Regions from separate parts of the Mus musculus genome. Here region 1 is linked to region 2. Evidence: chromatin contacts called from public promoter capture Hi-C data. All regions are on one chromosome and are shown on one strand. Each heading gives the region's core, a stretch centred on a gene start, on an enhancer-like site or on the middle of the called end of the contact. The rest is flanking DNA. Distances are from core to core; before and after follow the strand shown.

The links. Promoter capture Hi-C pulls out the DNA fragments that hold promoters and counts their contacts.
Region 1: a contact with region 2 is called in a promoter capture Hi-C map of liver, with 3 times the contacts expected there. The contact joins two enhancer-like sites. A contact is called at or near these places in 11 of 39 promoter capture datasets (the 3T3-L1 cell line, 3T3-L1-derived adipocytes, the C10 cell line and 5 more) and 1 of 115 datasets of contacts at active chromatin or transcription factors (embryonic stem cells).

The regions. Positions count from the first base shown.
Region 1 is chr10:69,164,229-69,167,943 of GRCm38.p6, reverse strand. It overlaps a transcript of Rhobtb1 not described here. Among named protein-coding and RNA genes, the nearest start is that of Gm33263, 15 kb to the right of the region's middle. Within about 2 kb of position 1,898, at least 18 of the 459 cell types and tissues checked have an H3K27ac peak or open chromatin away from gene starts, as enhancers often do. A contact at or near this core is called in liver, where this site is marked.
Region 2 is chr10:68,532,109-68,535,554 of GRCm38.p6, reverse strand. It overlaps Cabcoco1 (ciliary associated calcium binding coiled-coil 1), which reads left to right. Exons shown (of 8, transcript NM_028491.1): 2 at 1,655-1,743. It overlaps Gm32872 (a long non-coding RNA gene), which reads right to left. Exons shown (of 2, transcript XR_871801.2): 2 at 1,619-1,708. Among named protein-coding and RNA genes, the nearest start is that of Gm32872, 4.8 kb to the right of the region's middle. Within about 2 kb of position 2,049, at least 2 of the 459 cell types and tissues checked have an H3K27ac peak or open chromatin away from gene starts, as enhancers often do. A contact at or near this core is called in liver, where this site is marked.

The DNA.
Region 1 (3,715 bases), core at 649-3,148, 630 kb before region 2:
GCTAATTCTGAGTGAGGAAGCTGTGCTCTGGATCTCTTTTGTTGGTGCTATATTTAATCCTTAAGCAAAAGCCCACAGAGGAGAATTCAGTGACATTTCTTTCTATTAATGTCTCTTGTTTAAAAATTTGTTAACATTTTGTCTACGTGGCAAAGCACACAAACTTAAACGTGTGGTAACGGGCCATCACGTGTATTTATACATGTACAGAAATGTTTTAAAGAAGAAAACTATTTTCATTAAAATTGCCTCAGAACACTTCCTGGATTTGAAGTACTTAATGATTCCAAAAGTACATTTTACACTCGAGAGAGAATCCCTGTGTCTTGGAAGAGTTGACGTATTCACCCACACAATGTGTTTCCCATCAGCTGCCTTCAACAACGTGTAGCCCTGTCAATATTTAGACTTTTTGAGATTTTTTTTTTTTCAGGAGACACCAGGACAGGGAGTTTTTGCAATGAAAAATTTATGTATTTATTTTTTAAGTCTAGGTCTAATTGTCTCAAAGAGTTCTGAGGTCTGGAGATAAGGGAGGTTACAGAAAGCACATAAAGAAAGCATATTCTAGCTGACTCAATAAAATTAATTTTCTGCTGCTTCTCCATCCTAAATTGTTGGATTGAATTTACAGCAAGATGGAAGAGTCATAACAGAGGTATCCAGGTAGGGGCAACGTGATAGGGGTTATCATGGTAGCGACATCATTTCCTGGTTATCATGATAGGGAGGGTATCGTGAGAGAAACATCACGGTATCACGGTGTAAGCGGCAGGAGAGGGGCATCAGAAGCAGTGTGATGCGGCCCCCTCGCTACCCCCCACCTTGCTCCCCCTGCAGCTGAATCAGAGCTGAGGGAGGAAACATTTTGGGAATCTTAGAGTTTAGTCACCTTCCACACTGGGAAAGATGTTAACTCACAGCCCTGGAGATAGTGCTGAGGAGGAAGCAAAAGAACTTGCAGGTCTTTTAAAGCGGACCCCAGCACATCCTTGTATGTGGTTTTACCCAGGCTTCTCTATACAAGCATGGTGTGACGTCATTAATCAGCTCTACAGAATCTAGAATCCTCTGGGAGGCGGGACTGGGATGCCTGTGGGTGATGGCTGTGTTGTTATGGGAAGACCCCGTCTATGATGGCACCGTTTCTTGCCTAGCGTCCAGAACTGGTTAAATAGAGAGTGTGAACTGAGAAGGCAGAAAGACGCATTCGTCACCCCACTCTCCTTCCTGAGCTTGGATGAAATGTGACTGGCTGCTTCCCACGTAGGCGGACTTGACTCCCCGGCGCTTGTGGGATTTTTGAACTGTGAGGCAAAAACAAGCTCTTCCTCCATAAGATGCTTTTGTCCAGAGGATTCCAGCCACAACAGTAGGAAAGGAAACAGTGATCACGGAAACAGTTACTTTAAGGGTGCAAAGTTGACAAAGCCCACTAAGAGAAGACCAAAGGGAGGCAAATCAAGAGCTCCACAGTCGGTCAGGAAACAGTTGTGCAGGCAGATTTATGGAAAGAACTTGATTATTTTTCTGTCCTCATTGAAAGTAATGGGTCAGTGTTTTGGGTTGTTTTTTTTTTTTTTTTTTTAGTTAATATTCTGAACTCTGAAAAATCTCAATGCGTCTTTCCTTGGTGACTGCCCAGGTGCCCCTTTGCTGTTTTAGAGAGGAGCCATTTCTCACCCTCATGAGCAGCGAGGAAGGGGGGCTGCTGATTTAAATACCTTAACTTGGAATTTACTATGGATTTAAAATCTGACTTAATGTTGCATTAGCCTTTGGTGCCTGCTTTACTGCCTCTAAAACATGCATATATAATTGGATACTGTAATGCTTTGCAGGCAAAATAAATACCAACTCACACTTAAATAAATACTCTGAGTGATGAAGTTCATGTAGACATAAATTAATCATTTACCAGTTAACCAATATGCACAGGAAAGAAATGAATCACTTATTAAGGCTCGCCTCATCCATCAAGCGGAAAAAATAAAACGCTGATATATTTTATAGTGCCACTGTGAGGAAAGTGTATAAAATTATGGCAAACCAGTTTATAAACCATAAAATGCAGTATGAACATTAAATTAATAATATTTGTACTAATTCAGATTCAACACCCTCTGCATTAAATATAACTTTTTTGCCTATTGAAGCATGCACAAATCCAAGCTGAGGCTTTTTATTTAATTTTTAATGGTGTCTTCAGAATCCTTCAAAGCTTCTCGGGAGCTATCAGCTAGGTTAAAACATTTTACTGGTTCGCTCCTCCATTTTTGAGACAAAGTTCTTAGCTGTTCACATCCCTTGGGACATTTCCAAGAGGCTTTTTTTTTTTAAAGAGCGTAAGATCTCTCACTAATGGGGGCACAATATTGCAAAGGGAATAGGGGTCCAGGTTTTCTTTAATTCGGTAGAAGATATATTATCTCGCTCTGGGCTTTGCTTTATTGCACGTGGCAAATGGAGATGGAGGCTGATATAACAATCGAAGGTGGTGGTCTTTGCATATTTACGCTAAACAGACCGCAGTGCCAACCTGAGAGGCAAGGTCAGCAGCAGAGAGGCAAATCAAGGTCCTATAGCTCTGGCACTGCTCACAATGTTGTGGGTTTTTCAGGTAAAGTCATACTTTTTTCCCTTATGCCTAGAAACGCCACTAGAGGGCACAAGAGAGAACTGAGCAGCAGAGACTGGAATCCTTTTCTGAAAGGAGGCTTGTTTAGAAGACTTGACTTTAGCAAACCTGGAATCCACCCAGCACTCTTTAACATTTTCAAGGTCCCTCTGCGAAATGATAAAACATGGAATGGTATATATATATAAAGAATTCTATATTATATGTGAGTACGCTGTAGCTGTCTTCAGACACACCAGAAGAGGGCATCAGATCTCATTATGGATGGTTGTGAGTCACCATGTGGTTGCTGGGACTTGAACTCAGGACCTCTGGAAGAGCAGTCGATGCTCTTAACCGCTGAGTCATCTCTCTAGCAGCTCCTCATGCCTTTTAATGGAAGGCATAGATACAGAGATTCTATCTCCTCTACTGAGAAATGAGAAATGGCTGGCCAGAGATGTCTCAGACACTGCTATTCTAACCAGTGTGTCACATGACATCACTAAGAAAAAATCCTTGTCATGAACTATATTTCCAGTTGTGGGAAGGTAGATTTTTTCCCCCCTCTTGGATCAGCATTAAGTGCCCGATATTTGTTTTATGTGTGGAGGAAAATGTTCTCGGCTATAAAGGAAATATCTTCATTTTTTTCTTTTCATTAACTATCAGTAGGCTTGGTGTTTCCAATCCTCCACCCCATCATGATTCGCCCAAGAGTGTCCTCATTGGGAACCTGATTTGTACTAGATAACTTACTATCTAAGTGCTAACCGTGTTCTTGTCTGATCACAAAAATATTAGGGCCAGGAAAGTGGCTGAAATGCAGACTTATCCTGTTAAACTCCATAGGGGTAAAGACAAGAAAAATGAAATGTCATCTGCTTCCCAAATCTAACAGGGAGCAAAATTTTCCATTTTCCATTTGCAATATGTCCATTTTCATGGCAGGGTTATGCTGCCTCCGTCACTATGGCTCTGTGGTACCATTTGAGATCAGCTTTTATCCTACCTCTTAAGTTACTCTTTCTGCTTAGAGTTACTTAGGCAACTTGGGTCTTACCATAATGGAACTAGGATAAAGGTAGAATACCAGAC
Region 2 (3,446 bases), core at 800-3,299:
CTGCTCCTCAGTTCAACATCTGGCATTTGTAAACAAGGTCATGTTCCTTCTGACTGGGAAAGCCCTCTCTCCTCATGCGACAGACCTGTTGTCTTTCCTCGAATGAGGCTCTTTAGAGACTCTCCTATATGAGGCACCATCAACGATGGGTGTGTAGTTACAAATGTCGGGTGTTTAGGTGACACTCAGGAGAAACCAGGCGCAAGGTTATCTGGTAACTAATTGGAGACCTAACATGTTGACTTTGGAAGGGATGCTAAGATCTAGCAGGTGGAAGATGTGAGTTAACAGTGCAGTGTAGCCTCAGAGCTTCCAAGCTGGAGAAACAGTGGTTGCAGAGAGCCAGAGACGGGTGGGCAAGTTTAGCATGTTTATGAATCGCTGTTGTGTCTTCCGGCTGTATAGATCAGAATGTATACACTGAAAGACCAAAGGCTTTCAGTCACTTGAAATACTTGAAATACTCTTTCAAGAGCAAGGCAACATAGAAAATCTATATAATATATATTATATGTATAGATGTGTGTGTGTATAAATGTATATATAATAGAATACATGCATATATGCGTACATATATGTGCATATATTTATATACATATATATTCATATATACAAATATATGTATGAAAGGAAGAGGGGAGGAGGCCTCATTTAAAGTAGTACCAGGAATATAAGCATTTGTTTAAATGCTGCTATTACTAACACTAAAACTAATAAGAGAGGAAAACTCTGCTAAAAGATGATTGTCTTAATCCCACAGTTTTTAGTAAGAACAGTGGCTGTGGTATCAGGTATCATTGCTCCAGCTCTGACTTTCAAAGGTTGATATGACTAGATTCATTTCAGAGCTATATGACTTTATATCTATATAAAACCTTATATAGCTCTCTCTATGCGACCCAAATTTTTTCTACCCTGAATTTTCCTCCCCAAGTAACTGGATCTGTATGTCAGTGTCTTTCATTTTCTGCATACTTCTCTCTCACCCTGTCTCATTGTGGCCATCCCGTGAGTACTCAAACATAGAACATGATTTTTAAAATTTCTGTGCACGGGGTCCTGGTTATGCTGGCCCTGAGGGAGAGTTCACCGACCCCCTTTCTGTGAAGTTCAGCCATGCTCCTGTCCTTGTCTTTGCTGAATGCCCCACTTAGTACAGCTCATGTCTCATGTTCATTTTGCTTTGAAATATTCCTTCTAGCTGTTTGAGAATTGAATCCACATGCACAATGTGTTCTGATGAACCCGACCTGGACCCCTGTCCCTACCATGTGTGGCTCAGGTTTTGTTCATCTGTGGTCCCTTTTCCTGACTTGCCATTGAACTCCTTGGAGTGAGCAAGCCTCTGCTCACTTCCCCTCTCTCAAGCCTGAAGTTCAACCAGGAATATGTAGAAGTTAGATACCTAACATGTAGCAATAGACAGTCGGTGTTTGCTGAATTGTGAAGCAGCCCTCAGTTCTGCATATACCTAAGGATAGGCTGTCTTGCCCTCTAACCATGTGACTTTTCAGAGGTGAGCCACTATCACATAACAACAGAAAAGAAAAATAACAAAGGTTTTTGTATCACTGAGGTCAGTACTCGCAAAACATATGATTCAGATAACTCGTTCTTCTTTGACTTGCTTTAATAGAAAAATCTTGAATTCCAGGAGAATGAAAGGATTCTGTCTCCAGATATACTCTCCTCTGACCAGATCATTGACCTGTTGGGAGAAGAGAACGAAAATGGAATTCAAGAGTAAGTAACTCCAGAGTCTCAGTTAAGTAGAGACCAGTTCTAGGCCTTTGTTGCTAAGTGACCACAGTGCATTAGTTAGACATATTAAGCTTTAATTTAAACTGTGTGCTATTACAGTATGTAGTAAAGTATGTCAAGTCTTGGGCACACACATGTGCGCGCACGCACACACACACACACACACACACACACACCATAAACACACACAAATCCAAGAGTAATTGACTCAGTCTAGCTCAGGAGCCTTTGCTGGTGATTAACATGCATTGGAAAGCTGCCTGTTAATACTGACCAAGAGCCACCTGTATCCACTCTGTACCCTCTCCTCTTGCATGCACGAAATTATCGATATGTTTAATAATCTAAAGGGCATCCCTTTCTAACAGTAAGTACATAACAGAGTAAATATGTCACTAGCATTAATAATTAAGTAGGTTATTGTCTAAGTTTGGGTTACTGTTGCTGTGATCAAACTTCATGACCAAGCAACTTGGGAGCTTACACTTCAGCATCACTGTTCATCGTTCAAGGAAGTCAGGACAGAAACTTAATCAGGTCACAAACCTGGAGGTGAGAGCTGACTCAGCAGCCTTGGAGAGGTGCTGCTTACTGGCTTGCTCCTCGTGGCTTGCTCAGCCTGCTTTCTTATAGAACCTAGGACCACCAGCCTATGGGTGCCACCACCCACACTGGGCTTGGTCCTCCTCCATTAATCATCAATTAAGAATGTTTCCTTTTGGCTTGACTGCAGCCTGATCTTATGGAGGCATTTTCTCAAATGAGGCTCCCTCCTCTCAGATGGCTTCAGCTTGTGTGAAGTTGACATAAAACTAGCCAGCACAGTTATGATTTTGAAAATTCTGCACACTAGCAGTTTACCAATGATATTTATTAAAAAATGATGCTATACTCTAGATTCTTACAGCATGTATTGTTTTATGTATAGGTAAGATGGAATTTGTCACAGTAATTCTAATGCTGCACTCTCGGGTATACAGTACTAGGGCATTATCATTAGCCAGATATGTCAATCAACATGATTTCCTTAAAGATGTCTGTTAGCAACTCGAAAAGTGTCTCAGTGGCAGAGAGCATGTAATGGTCTTGTAGAGGAGCCGTGTTTCATTTCCTATACCCACATTGGGAAGTTTGCAACTAACTGCCTAGAATTCTAGCTCCAGAGATCACAAAACTCTTTCTGGCCCCATGTGGGCACCTGACTCATTTTCACATAACCCTCCAGACAAACAGATAAACACACAAATAGTTTAAAGAAGAAGTTTTAGTCATCCTCCATTTTAAAAAAATCATCCCACTTTGAAGTGGAAACACCCTTGGCTATGGAGAGTGACCCTGGGTTGGTGTGATGGGAGAGCCTGTGCCCGAATCCTGCACAATATTCACAAGCCAATATGAAGGGCACAAGCAAGGTGTCACAGACCATAATGAACACATAGAAAAGGACTCTATCAGTGATGACCACAGTCAGACTTTACAAATTCTGTGACCCTGAAGTGATTTCCTCCTGAGAAGGAGCTGTGACATCCATCCCCAAGAGCAGGGGAATCTGAGAAGAGAAAGCTCATCAAAAGAAGCAAGCAACACTGACAGATCTGACCCAAGATGCACTTCACCTCCAACACTTGCAGACTCTTCTGGGAAGGGATAGCAGTGACTGGACCCCACTGTCTGCCGTCTGCAGT